Regions from separate parts of the Ovis aries genome. Here region 2 is linked to region 1. Evidence: chromatin contacts called from public Hi-C data. All regions are on one chromosome and are shown on one strand. Each heading gives the region's core, a stretch centred on a gene start, on an enhancer-like site or on the middle of the called end of the contact. The rest is flanking DNA. Distances are from core to core; before and after follow the strand shown. Region 1 has its middle 12 kb from the start of HELT. Region 2 has its middle 23 kb from the start of SLC25A4.

What was found. Hi-C and Micro-C count contacts between places; a contact is called where the count stands out from the background.
Region 2: a contact with region 1 is called in a Hi-C map of liver, with 2.6 times the contacts expected there. The contact joins two enhancer-like sites. A contact is called at or near these places in 6 of 16 Hi-C or Micro-C datasets (hypothalamus, liver, omental adipose tissue and 2 more).

The regions. Positions count from the first base shown.
Region 1 is chr26:14,552,297-14,559,917 of ARS-UI_Ramb_v3.0, forward strand. No RefSeq gene overlaps it. Among named protein-coding and RNA genes, the nearest start is that of HELT, 12 kb to the right of the region's middle. Within about 2 kb of position 2,600, at least 5 of the 54 cell types and tissues checked have an H3K27ac peak or open chromatin away from gene starts, as enhancers often do. A contact at or near this core is called in liver, where this site is marked.
Region 2 is chr26:14,649,619-14,656,818 of ARS-UI_Ramb_v3.0, forward strand. No RefSeq gene overlaps it. Among named protein-coding and RNA genes, the nearest start is that of SLC25A4, 23 kb to the right of the region's middle. Within about 2 kb of position 1,558, at least 7 of the 54 cell types and tissues checked have an H3K27ac peak or open chromatin away from gene starts, as enhancers often do. A contact at or near this core is called in liver, where this site is marked.

The DNA of each region.
Region 1 (7,621 bases), core at 1,350-3,849:
CCACATCTAAGGAAACGCATAGTCTCAGCCACATTCCCAAAGAAAGTGTGGCTTTCTGTTTAATAGGAAGGAAAACAAGGAACTTCCCAAACCTCTAATGAACAAAATGACATCACTTGTGTCCATGCAATATGCTGGCTCCTGCAGCAGCCTTAGAACTGACTGCAAGATATGGAAGGCAGCATGCTGGCTTAACACTCAAAGCAATGTTCCAGCAGCTATGACTCTTGGTTGAGATACAACACCAGAGATGCAACACACTTGTCCACCCCTGTAGACAAATACTCATGAAGCATCCACTGTATGCCAGGCAAAGGACCCTTAGGCATTCTTTCATTCTTTAACCAACATGATTAAGTACATACTGTGTGCCAGAAACCCCACTAAATTCTTGGGAAATCGTGATAAATAAGAAAAAGATGGGCTATAAAAACCCTGAAGGGGCAGACCCTGTTCCTTGACATCTCTTTAGTCCATCCATTCCCAACATCCCCGCAGCCACCACCCCTGCCCCCCGTGACTTCTTTCATGGGTTTCAGCAATAGCCTGACACCTGTTGCAAGCTCCTCCAATCTGTCAAACACTCAAATTACAGATTTTATTGAATAATCTCTCAGATAGGTGTTACATAACTACCCGATGGTGTGTCACAAGCACATGATCCTATGGGACCACTTAGTAGGGGGTTTCAACCAAACAGGAAAGCTGGAAGGGCTGCCCTGAGGAAGTGACAACCAAACAGAGAAAAGTAGCTGTTGGCCAAAGGGGAGTATAGGAGAAGGGATTTCTTGGGTCCTGCACACCTTCCCCGTCAGCCCTCTCACACCACCATGCCCTCCTCACACAACTCCTGAATCACTTCTGCACTTGGGCCTCCAGCCAGCGTGAGTCATCCTCCAAGGTGCAGCAAAAAGCCAGCTTCTTCCTCATGGTCCTTTCTGACCATACCCTGCTCTCCAACACCCCACCCCTGTGTCTCCACCATCAAACCTCTCACTTCTTAGTGTAAGAGACACAGGTGGCCAAGTCTCTCAGGTCTGTTGACCACTCTATCCAGCAACAAATACAATGCCAGGGATACTACCCAGGGTACTCCAGAGAGACAGAATCAATAGGGGGGGTGTGCATTTGTGTGTGTGTGTGTGTGTGTGTGTGTGAATAATGTATATAAGAAAGTGAGAAAGTCAGAGGAAGACAGAATTTTTTAAAAATTATATAGAATTAGTTAATGCAATCATGGTGGCTGACAAGCCCACAATCTGCAGGGTGGGTCCAGGGAAGAGGTAATGTTGCAGCTCTCCCCTAAAGGCAGTCTGGGGCTGGCTTTCCTCTTCCTCAGGGACCTCAGTCTTTTTTCTCTCAAAGCTGTCAACTGATTCGATGAGGCCCACTCACATCATAGAGGATAATCTGCTTTACTCAAAGTCTATTAAGTTAATGTTAACCTTATAAAAAATAACTTCACAGCAACATCTGGCCTGGTTTACGACCTGGTATCTGGGTGCTGTGGCCTAGTCATGTTGACACATAAAATTAATCATCACACAGTTGAAAACAGGTGCTTGGCAAGTATTTTTGGAATGAAATCTGCTAATCTTAGGTTTGTTTTCTTCTTTCTTTTTCTTTGTCTCTCTCCTTTGCTTTTCTTTGAATGCTAGTCCCATAGCCCTACCCTTTTTAAACTTTCTTTTGTGTGTATCATTCCCCCAGTGTTTTTTTCCCCAGGCATGTTGGGGGTCCCATCAGCTACAGAAATATACAAGAGGTTCACTGTCACAGAAAAGGCCCTGGTTGTGACCACACTGATCCCTGGAGAGCCTCCCAGTTGGCAGGAAAGGAAGCCACAGTGAAAGAACTTGTTAAGGTCAAACCTCAGTGAACCAGGACCAGCTCTCCTGGTGACCAGAGTTCTTTCCATTAACTATGCCAAAACCTTCACGTGGGTATGGGCAGGGAAGGAATAAAAGGCCCTGTGCAGGAGAACTCACCTTCTACAACCTACACCTCACAGAAACGCTGTTACACTGATCCCTGCCCCACTCTCATAAATGGAAGGAACACCCGCTTATCTTGGGAGTCAAAGAATTCAGGAGGGTTCTAAGCCTTGGGTGTCAGAATCCATGCGTTCATTCGTCCTTAGAGGGCAGCGTGAGACCTCCACAGTCTTGGTCAGGTTCCTGAGAGAAAGGCTACATTACCAAGCCCCACTTTCCAATTCCTAACCTGGACCTGCCATCTCTGAGCAAACATAGTGAAGTCTCTCAGTCATGTCTGACCCTTTGCAACCCCATGGACTATAGCCTACCAGGCTCCTCTGTCCATGGGATTTTCCAGGCAAGAGTACCGGAGTGGATTGCCATTCCCTTCTCCAGGGGATCTTTCTGACCCAGGGATCAAACCCAGGTCTCCCACATTGCAGGCAGATGCTTTACTCTCTGAGCCACCATAGGCTAGTCCATGTCCTGCCTTCCTTCCTTTGCCCTCCCTCCTTCCAACAAATATTTACTGGGTACTTTCCCCATGCCAGGCACTGTGCCAAATGTTAGGGACACAGAGATGAATAAGCCAAGGTTCCAGGGTCAGAGAGCTCACAGAGATCTCTCAGAGGAGACACACCTGTGTGCCCCCTTGCCTGGACTTCACATAGGACTCGTCTCCTGGGCAGCCCTCTGGACGTGCTGATTCCTGTTCCCTGATAATTTTTGTCCAGTCTTCCAATTGGCTTATTAAAATACTGCAGCTAGAGAGGTGAGGTTCGCTGGCAAGACACAGCTGATCTTCAAACAGCAAGTGGAAGGGTGAATTTAGTTTCTTTTTAAAGAAGCCTCTCAAGTGGATCAGCCCTCGTCTTAGAAGTTGTTGAAAAGTTCCAACCACTAGAGGGCACCAACCTACCCTTGATCCGCCGCTGCTGCATGAGTGCTACAGTCGCTTCAGTGTTCCACTCTTTGAGACCCCAAGGAGGGTAGCCTGCCAGGCTCCTCTGTCCATGGGATTCTCCAGGCAAGAATACTGGAGTGGGTTGCCATGCCCTCCTCCAGGGGATCTTCCTGATGCAGGGAATGAACCTACGTCTCTTATGTCTCCAGCACTGGCAGATGGGTTCTTTACCACTAGCACCATCCACTAAACCTGCCCAAATCCTGGAGAGTTTCTGCACAGGTTACTCTGCTTCCAGATCTATAATGCTAATATCTTTCATTTTTCTCAACATGAGCCTTGAGAACCAGGCACATTTTAAAGTGAATCCACAGACTGTACTTAAGCCGATAGGATGATGAGGGAGTTAAGACATCCTAATACAGAGAAAATAGGCCACAGATTGTCTTATGAATAAATAGATCAGAACTAATGACATGAACGACTTTTTAAAACTATGCTCACTAACCTAGTCATCTGCTAAAATCCAATATCCACAGATAGCCACAACATAACTTTGCATTATTGACAAGCCATTGTTCAGCAATGCATCTAATAACTGCCAGACCATGGACCAGTGAACAGTGCATCAAACTAACTGAGTTTGTTGGGGAGGTTGGTTGTTGTTTTTAAAGATACGGATCTGAGGACCACATCCACAAGGATTTTTTAAAATAAGTCTGGAATGGGACTTTATCCCATTGCACGTTGTCCAAAGACTCCTGCTGTGTAAGAGTCTGGAAGCCACTGCTTTACCATTGGAGTGTCGGAAATGTGGGGAGCAAAAGCGAGAGCTGAGTTCAGAAACCTGATGACTTATGGGGAGCGTGTACCTCTGGGGACCCTGAGAGGGGAATACCTGGAATACTGGAAACTGCTCCCCTGCTTTGTGAAGCAGCAGCTACATCTGGCCCCTGGAAGGTGGCTAGAGCTCCTTGGGCCTTATAAGTCTCTCCCATGACTTCTGATCTCAACAGGATCAAGGCTAGAGCAAGGCCAGGCATCCGGCAGGAGAGGGCCCTGGTGAAGCGGGATCTGCCTGTTTGTGTCCAGCTCTGCCACCTCGTGATGATGGGACCTTCAGTCAAGCGTCCTTGAATTCCCCAAGCCTTGATTTTCTTATATATAAAATGAACATAATACCCATCTTATTGTTGAGAGAATTCAGGGAACAAAAATCTGCAAAACACTGATAGCTGGGAGTTCAGTGCCTGAGAGGTAAGGGATGCCGCCTACATGTTGACCTGCATTGTCACTAGCCTGGGAGAACCAAGAGCAGGACAGCACTGCCACTGGCCCCCACAAGGCCCCAGACCTGAGCCGTCTGCAGACCTCTGGTAAAAGATACACCTCATTTAACTCCAGCTGGTGGTGTCCTGGGAGGACTGCCTTTTCTAGTCTGCAGTCTGAACCAGTCATTGAGGTAGCATCCTGCATCTCCTATATCTCCTGCATTGGCAGGAACGTTCTTCACCGTGAGTGCCAACCGGGAAGCCCGATGACCTCCATATTCAATCCCAATGGGCCTTTCGAGTCCTACAGACATTTTCTGCATCTCTCCTACGTCAGACCCTGGTGAGCATCCTCTCTGTCTAGAATCATCCACACCTTCGCTTCGAGGAATCCCAGGAGCCTCTGAGCTCTCCTTCTCTTCTGATGACCCCTTCCAAGTTCTTGTCCATCACCCACTCCTCACCTATCAGCTTCTCCCAAGATTCTGTACTTGCCACCCTATTGGCCCTTCTCTTCTAAGCCCTTTTTGTAAAATAAATTATTTATTTTGGCTGCGCTGGGTCTTTATTGCTAAGCATGAGCTCTAGGTGCGCAGGCTCAAAAGTTGTGGCGCGCGGGCTTAGCTGCTCAGAGGCAGGTGGAATCTTCCCAGACCAGGCAATCCAACCCGTGTCTCCTGCACTGCAAGGCAGATCCTTTACCACTGGACCACCGGGAAAGTCCCTCCTTTAAGCTCTTCTGAAGTCATTTCATCCATGGCCATGGTCTATCTGTCCCTGCAGGCCAATGTACCAGTTTTATCTCTGTCACTTTCCTATCTCAACTGTCTCTGGACATCCACTTATAGGATATCTACATGAACTTTAAAATTGATATGTCCCAAATTAAACTAATCATCTTCTCCCATATGCCCTGCCCTATACACATATCTGCACCCCCCACAAATTACCTTCTATTCCTCCTTAATGTTAACTGACCTCAATTAATGGGGTCACCACATAGTCCATTCTCAAAGCAGAAACCCAGCAATTCTCTTCTCTGTTTTTCTCCCACTGTGCTTAATCCTTCCCCAGGCCTGTGGGTTTTCTCTCTCACACAAGTCCAGCTCATCTCTAACCCCTGTGCAGGACTTCAGCATCTTTATCTGAACCATTGTGATACAAAACAATGTGTAACTCCTGGGTGTCAGATTTGTCCCCTCAACCCATGACTGCCTTGCCACTCATCCTCCACCACACTTCTCACACTTCATGATCTAGACTATGTTGTGGTTCCTCAAAACCAGATGCCATTTCATGCCCTCATGTCCTTCCTTGTCCCAATCCCTTCATTGAGGGCATCCCTCCCACCTGTCTTCACTTGGCTACCTCTCACTCATTGTGGTGGGCTGGATGATAATCTCCTGAAAGCTTATGTCCTGAAAGCTTATGTGGAACCTGTGGATGTGACCTTATGTGGGAAAAGGGTCTTTGCACATGTAATTAAGGATCTCAAGATAAGACCCTTCTGGATTACTCAGGTGGGCCCTAAGTCCAATGACAAACGTCCTCATAAAAGGGGGAGGAGGCACACAGAGACGTCCTCATGAAGGCACGTGGAGGCAGAGGTTGGAGTCTTGCTGCCACAGACCAAGACGTGCCAAGGCCACCAAAAGCTGGAGGAGACAAGGAAGGAAACCTCGCCTAGGGCCTTTAGAGGGCACATGGCTCTGTCAACACCTGTATTTTGGACTTCTAGTCTCCAAAACTGGGAGAAAGTAAATTTCCATTGTTTTAAGCTACTAGGTCTGTGGCAATTTGCTAAGGCAGTCAGAGGAAACTAATGCACTCACCTTTCAGGATGCAGTTCACACATCATCTCCTCCAGGAAGGCCTCTCTGATTTCCTCCTGCCATCACCCCACTGCTGCCTGCATATATCTGATTTCCTTCCTCTGTCTGTCTCACTTGAGAAACTCCTGAAAAGCAGCATCTGGGTTCTGTTTCCCATTGCAACATGAGGATCCAACACTGTTTCAGGAATAGACCAGGTGCTCGACCAGATCAATGCATGTGAATCTCAGTCCCTGTGTCCCTCCTACAGTCTGAACATCATGCCAGGCACTTCACAAACATTCCCTCACTGAGTCATCTCAATAGGCTTAGGAGGTAGATACCATCATCTCTGCTTTATAGACATGGAAGCTAAGGCACAGCAACTTCCCCAAGGCCATTTGTAAACAGAATTTGTATCCAGATCAATTTGATGAGCATGAGCATGGCATTTTCAAAAGACCAGTGGCAAACTAGAAGGGTATATTGGAGAACAGCAGGGAAGAGACTGGGTCTGAATTACACACTTGTGAGACAAAGCCGCCGTGTGTGTACACATGTGTGTGTAAACAGTAATGAGGGTCGGAGTTTAGTTAACTCTGGCTGATCTAGCTCATAACGCAGCATAAATGTATCACAGCAGCTTCCATTCTGAGGCCTGGGAGCAAGGGGTGCTGCGGTGCATGAGGGCTAAGAAAGGACAAACAAGAAGAAGAGGAAATGGGAAGGGAAAAGAGAGGGAGGAGAAGGATAGTTCTGCCATGTCTGGAAACAGAGCATGCTTTTCTTCAGCTTGTTCCCCCCCACCCTCCCCCCACCTCCTATGCACATGTCTCTGCCCTACAGTGGCCTCGTTCTCAGAGCGTCAGCACACAGATACTGTCTCAGATCCCACCATGGCACTTCACCAGGTATGGGAGGCTTCAGCCCCCAAAATGCACCCATGTCCTAATTCCTGGAACCTATAAGTGTATAAAGGCCAAAAAAGGGACTTTGCAGATTTGATTAAATTAAGCATTTTGAGATGGGGCGATTATCCAGATAGGCCTTAAATGCAACCATAAGCATCTTTTTTTGTTTTGAAGGTTCTGTTTTTATTGATTAGATTTAGGTATATTTACAATCTTTCCATCATACATAAGATATAAATCAAACAAATAACATACATATAATATAAATGGGAATGAATGACCCACTATTGATCAGGCATATTCTGGTAGCTACATAGTATTGTCCTATTCTTTCTTTGGTAATTTTGAGTTTGGAAGAACATCAGTCCTCTATTTAAGCTGTTGTATATCTAACTGTCCAAATTAAATTAATCTAGTAAATGGAAAATAAATATTTACACAAACTTGAAGGATCATGCTAGGTTTAGTACACGAGTGACAAGAACAGAATTCATAATTACATTTTTAAATGTTTATCTGGCTGTTTTTTTTTTTGTGGGTTAGATGGATAAGGGGGCAATGCTTAAGTCAGGAATGCACTAAGGACATATAAGCATCCTTTTATAAGAGAGGTGCAAAAGGAGATTTGACACAGAGAAGAGGAAACATCAAAGTGACCACAGCAGTGGGGACTGTAGTCATGTGACCACAAGCCAAGGGCTGTAGGCAGCCACGAAGCTGCAAAGGTAAGAAACAGATTCTCCTCTAG
Region 2 (7,200 bases), core at 308-2,807, 96 kb after region 1:
GTAGTTTGGTATACTTATAAAATGTTTCTTGCTTTCCCTTTCCTCTTTGTAATTTGTGGGAAGGATTCTCTTTAAGTTAAAAGCAATTAGAGTTGCTTTTTGAAAATTACAAAATATAGCAGAAGAGTTGAAGGGAATAATTCAAGTTAATCAGAAGAAAATGATCATTGAAAAAGTATTAAGTACATCAATAGGTAAATCATATTATGGATTGTGTCTGTAAATATAGTAATAATAAAGAACATCTTTATAATCATAACCATCATCTATTAAAAGTCTATCGCTTGTCATTTTAAACCAACAAACATTTTTAAATGGAATTAAAACCTTTGCTTTGGAGTAACCACTTCATGGATAAAAATATAGATATAAATATAGAGTATAAATTAATTCAGTATTAAGTTTTACTGCAATATATCTCTTCAACTTTACATATCTTATTTCTTCTTTGTGATGCAACTTATTTCTATATTTATTATTGATTTTTTCTTAATGCGCAATGAAAATTATATGAATTTTATTAAAAATTTTTTTGAAAAGCCCCAAAATATGTAATATAAAACATAACACCCTTCCACAAGAAAGGTCCCCTCCCTCACTCAGAAATAACTACCCTTGACTGCTTGATGCTTCATCCTCCAGATTTTTTATCGTACGTATACTAACATATGTTATTATTTTAAAATAAAATTATACTTCAAAAATTATTGTCATTTTATTTTTCCACTAAATCAGTCTCAGATACCTGTGTTAACATTTATATACTTGATTCATTTTGAAAGCCTGTATAGTTTTCCTTGTGTGGATGTACCATAATTTATAAAGCCAACCTCTTGGTCTTGGATATATTGGCTGTGTCTGATTTCTCTTTACAATTCAGTCTCTTGAACTGTGTCCTTTTTCCTTTCCATTGCGAATCACCATTACCCCAAATCTGGTGTTTTCTACTGACCCAGGACTACTTTATTCCTTTTTCACTTAGCCTATTTTCCAAAATGTTTTTCTGACTTTACGTCTTGTCCTTTCCTTTTGAATTTTGTCTTTTTATTCTTTTTTTTTTTCCCATTAGGAATAAAGATCTTCTTTTACAAAAAAAAATCTCTCCTCTCTGGTATCAGTGTGCTCTCCTCACACTCTTTCAGCCCCAGTGGTGAAGAGAAAAAAGTGCTGAATATTGGGTTTCTGATAAGAAACCAGGGGCTGTTACCGGCAGGGAGCCTTGTCAAGATTTCCCTCATTCTGAGCACTCCATTCCCACGTGAACAACAATGAATGGAGGTTTCACCCGCCCACCCCACATTGTTCAAGTTGTCCTTTGCCCTTTCTGTCAAATCTTGGCACCCAGGAGACAGCAGAACATGTACTGAATTCAACCCTGGCGAGCCACGGATCAATATCACTTGACTCTTCTTACCCATTAGTTGTTCCCTTTCTATTCCTGACGTGGAGTGAGGCCTGTGCTATTCTTTGTCATGGCCCCTGCTCCGTTGGCCCAGCTAACCCCTGTAGGGTGGGATGGCTCTCTCCATCCCCTAGGCAGACTGCCACAGGCAGAGAGCAGAACAAGGACAAAGTACAAGTTTCAGTCTTAGGACATAGGTCCTCTTGCTGCTTCAGCTGCAGGCTCGGAGACTGTGCATAAAGTTCATATATTTTATCTTTTTGTGATCTTTGTTATCAAATACCAGTTAAGAATATTAACTATCCACTCAACTCAGAGAATACTATAAAAATGGAAATCTGTAAAGCACTTTGAAAACAAGATTCCAAAGAAACAGTTTATTATTTTAAGGCTCTTCTGTTTTTGTACCTATATTTTAATTGACTTCCTTTGTTTATATCTGCAACTCATGTTTGGTTTTCCTATAATTCATACCTATTCCTCCCCATGAATTAGTTCTTATTTATGAAACACAGTGTGTTTATATTTCCAGTGTGATCTGTCAGCAGAGGTTTTTGTGTTTTTTGCTTTTGAGGAAGTATGGGGTGGGTTCAGACAGGGAGAAAGTCATGGCTGTTGTAATTTTTTTAAGCTAAAATTTTTTCGTTCCTCCTATTACTTTTATATTTGAAACATTCTCTGGAATTTTTATATGATTATTAAGGCCTTAATTTTAAGTGGCAACATTCAAGCAAGCATAAAATATAGGGAGACTAAACTCCTGTCTGATAGTAAGCTAAGTGCTTAGAAAATTAGACTAATTCTTTTAAGCCATAGATAAGTTGGTCAGAAAAAAACAAAACCCTAAGCCAACTCGGTGCTTGAGTGACTCTGAGCCAATGTCTTAATCTCTCTGTATCTGAACCTTCCAACTGTAACACTGGTGGAACTTTGATGCCAAAGCCAATTGCCTTCTAATTATCAGGTGACAGATTGTGGGATGGTCTAAATCTAAATGACACTGAAGACACCTTAGGAGAAGGTTGTCTTAATGCTTTCCAGGTTTAAAATAAACATTTTAGGAGTTTAAATGGGACAAAATTTCAGAAAATTGCAGCTCGAATCTCCTGTCATAGTTTATTGTGAAAGAGAAGGATGAGAAATTCTATTTTAACTGTCATGAAAAAATTTTTTTTCAGTTATAGAAAAACAGCCTTGGCTATGTATGTTCTTGTTTCCCCTTTGTTAAAAATAGCCCATTTCTAAGCATATATTACCATCACTTCCTCTCTATTTGTTCTTCCCGAATACATTTTAATACCATGTCAACATATGCCAACAATAAATTATTATTTTGGCCTTTGATTCTTAAGGAAGGGGGGAAAGGCAAATATGTCCTTTATTTATAAGCATATAACTTCTAATAAATTATACACAATCTCATAATTCATCTCGGTCTGAATAATCAAGATCATCTGAGTTTTCAAATGTAACACTTCACTGTAATAAAAGAGAGCCCAGTGACTCAACATGCAGAACTATACAGTAGTGAATATTGTATTGCTGATTAAAGTGATTATAATTTAACATTCCCACCGAGCATTTCGTGTTTGCTATACAAACTACAGAGACTCAGACCATCAAGAGGAAGAAAGGACCTTAGGATCTGTGACCAGTATCATGAGCCTGCCAGTGTCCCAAGCTTACAGCTCCAGTAAACTATGGAAACCTCCCATCTGCTGAACTGGAAGACAATAGAGCATTTCCAGAAGGGAGCTGAGCGTAAATAGTGCATGGATGGAGGAGCCTGGTGGGCTGCAGTCCATGGGATTGCTAAGAGTCTGACACGACTGAGCGACTGACTTCACTTTCACTTTTTACTTTCATGCATTGGAGAAGGAAATGGCAACAACCCACTCCAGTATTCTTGCCTTGAGAATCCCAGGGACGGGGGGAGCCGTCTATGGGGTCGCACAGAGTCAGACACGACTGAAGCAATTTAGCAGCAGCAGCAACAATGCTAATCACTAGGATAATATTCCAAATAACTACAATGGCTTTAAGGAGGAGATCTGAAATGAGTGGTACCAACAAAACAATTGACTACATTATACATCAAGCCTTTACATAGACCTGCCAAAATCTGTATTCAGTGTATCTAAAAATCAAATGACTCCAGAACATGGACAAAGCCTTCATGAAGAGCGTGAGATTGGGAGTTAGACAAACCTCGCTTAGAATCCCAGCTCAGCTACTTACCAGTTGTGTGATCTCAGTCAAGACATTTAATTTTTCTCAACATCATTTTCCTTATCTGAGTATCTGAATAAGGAGGACAAAAATATCTACTTCACAGAGTCACCACAAAGAGTATTTATTTTAGCTCAGTGCCTGGAATATAGCCTGCAGAAGAATGTTCCAGAATTATTACTGTTAAGTTTCCTGATTGGCCTTTATACATCTACTATCCTACACATACACACACAGTTGCCACACAGGCAACCAGTCAAGCCTATGTAATGGAACTTCAGTGAGCACTCTGAACTGATGAGGCTCGGGTGGGCTTCCCTGGAGACAATATTTCATGCGTTATGCGCAGGCACCAGGGAAATAGAGGACCTTGGGAGCTCCATATTTAGTGATTTCCTGCATTCTGCCCTATGCTCTTCTTTCCTTGGCTTATTTTAACCTGTATATTTTCCCCCAAATGAGTTATAACCATGAGTATAACCACTTTTCAGTTTGTTTTTTGAGTCCTGCTAGCAAATTATCCAACCTGAAGATAAATTGTTCCTGCTAACTCTGCAGTTTCCCAAACTCCCAAGGAGTTAGCTCTAAACTTCAGCAATATCATAAATGTGACTTTTTTTTAAATTGGTACTTTTTCCTCATTTACTATGTATGCATGTGTGTGTATACATTTGTGTGTCTGTGTATGTAATCTAGTTAACACACATATACCCCCTCCTCAATGGAACACAGTGTTTTCAATGCTGGGAAAGAGAGACTCTCTTAAAAAAGGAAATTTTGGAAGCATCTTAATATTTTGTACCCCAAATTTTTAAAGTAGATCTTTATAAACTTAGAAAAATATGGGAAAATGAGCATCACCTACTTAACAGAAGTAATCTAGGTGAAGTGGGAAGAGAGAAGATGACAACTCCCCCCGTCCCTGGGATTCTCAAGAAGACTGCCATTTATTCTCTATAAATATCTGTTAAATGATACAATTAAGATTCATTTTTATGTTTTTCTGAATTTTTCAAATTAATGAAAAATAAGCGTATTCTGGGCAAATTTAGAAATATATACATGTATGAAAATTTTATGTATATTAGGAATTCAGAAATATAAGAATTTCACACTTATTATTTTATGGTCACAAGAAACAGAAAATTTATTTCATTTATACACATAGTCTGTTACAGAGAAGAAAAAGAGTGATTAAATCTTTTAAGCATAAAACTTTTCTATGGGTATAAAATTCTGTGAAGGAAATATAATGAAAAATTAGATGCCAAGGAGGAAAAGGAGTGATATTAGTATTCCACTGTAAAAAGACAAGCTCATTTAGGAATTTTTAAATGATGATGGCTACCAAACCCCTATGATACTTTGTATTCAATTATATTTATTTAAAAGAATGATATAAATTTTATTTAAAAATTTCAGTATTTACAGTATGGCAGAAGTACATCTCTTTAGTTATTTAAACCTTTGTTGAATAACTTTATACATAAACTTAAAAGTTTGTGGAGGGTGTATATGATTTAAAAAATATTTTAGGCGTACACGAGTGAAAGGTTTGAAGGCTATTCAGATTCGGGGATCAGTGGGAAAATGCAGTACTATTTAATCTAAGCCAAGGATACTCTGCCACCTAGTGGCTTAGAAATTTTATGCTCAGTTGAGTCCTGTTCTTTGCCACTCCATGGACTGTAGCCAGCTCAGGCTCTTAGGTCCATGGGATTCTCCAGGCAAGAATATTGGAGTAGTCTTCCATGTCCTCCTCCAGGGAATCTTCCAGACCCAGGGATCAAACCCGAGTCTCCCCCGAGTCTCCTGCATCTCCTGCATCGCAGGCAGATTCTTTACTCGCTGAGCCCCCTGGGCTTTGAAATTTTACTAGACAGGAATAAAAACCTCTCCTCAGGTCAGGCAAGACGAAGAACTGATTCATAATACACAGAATCAGGGAGATGAATTACTTGATGGCAAAATATGATACAGAGAAGAAAGCCAGAAAATTATCTTTGGTAGTTTTTTATGAGGTAGGACAATTTGTAAAATCTCTCATCTAAGATCAACTGATATCAGAAATACTTAAAATGATAGTTCGTATAGTTTTCTTTTGTGAACTTGATTAAAGCAACTTTTCTCTGTTGTTTTATTGTGGAGAAACAGAAAAACACTTGGTCCATTTCTGTGCACTGTGGAAAATTAAAATTACCAAAGATTCCCTACTTTATTGAAAAAGTATATATGTAATTCTTATCACTTACTTTCAATGCCTGTTGGCTAATGCTGTTTTAATTTATAAATATTTCTGTAAAAAATAAGTGAAAACAAAGAAATATGAACTTTGTCACAGTAAATCAAGTAACTATATTTCTTACTTCTGGAAAATCATTCTCAAAATTATAACATAATAGAGCTTTAAATTTATAGGATATGTCATTTGAATTTATATGTTTTCTCCTACCATAGTCTCTAGATAACTTGGAATAAGCAGAAGGAAAATTGTATGTCTTTAAGAAGTAGCTTTACAATCTTCAACATTCAGACTGAACTGCAGATGACTTCGGAACTCACCATCACAGTAACAGAAGTGCCTGTTGACATGCATTTCTATGATGTCTCTGTCCAAAAATATTTCTACTTTAATTCTGTAAATAATGACTGGTTTTTGTAATTCCCTTAGAGGAGAAAGGAACTGTAAAAACAAGTAGGATATCCACCTTCATTAAATACTTGAAAGTGGTCAAGAGTGAGAGAACATCAGATTGAAACACATTTGCCACCCGACTTCTATTCCAGTTAAAGTGGAAGTGGGGCTGATCTCTTGTTACAAATCTAAAATGATCACTTCATGTCTCAGGATGAAAGGAGGATATGAAATCAGAAAGTCAGGAATCCAGCATAAGCTTTTTTCCCTGTTTCATTAATTTTAAATGATTTGTTTTTTCTTTCGGTTCCTTACTGTACCTTGGTTAATTTTTCCATTGTTGTGGATTTCTTAATGAAAACAAGAACTCTCTTCTAGAAGTTGGTGGTAGTGTTTTGGTTTATTTGCTTTGTGTTTGGGGCTTGCATTATAGACGCTTCTTAAAAGAAAACGCCCAATTTGTTTAGATATATTTTGTTAATAAAATGGTATCTTAATATATGTGTATATATACAGTGATACATAGGGTGTGTGAATGTAAACAAGTTTTGAAGATATAGCTCAGCACTAAATGGAGCTAAAATTACAAAAATACACCTGCAAAAGTAACTGAGAAAATTCTGAGGAAGAGTAATGACCAGTCCTACCAGATACTAAAATATAAGGGTACTATAAGCAAAAGTCACACTATACACGACTAGACACCTTAGCAGCAGTAACAGAGTACATGTTCAGTACGTGTGGAAATTAGTGCATGATAGCATTAGCATTGTTGAGTGAAAAAAGCAAAGCGTAAAAAATATATTGGCACATAGCCATTGTGTATGTGTTGCTATATAAAGGGAATGATATTTTTAAAATTTTAGTAGATTCTTCTCTTTTGTCCTTCTGAGTACAGGCCTGGGACACCTAAGGTATCTACTTGCCCAGGATC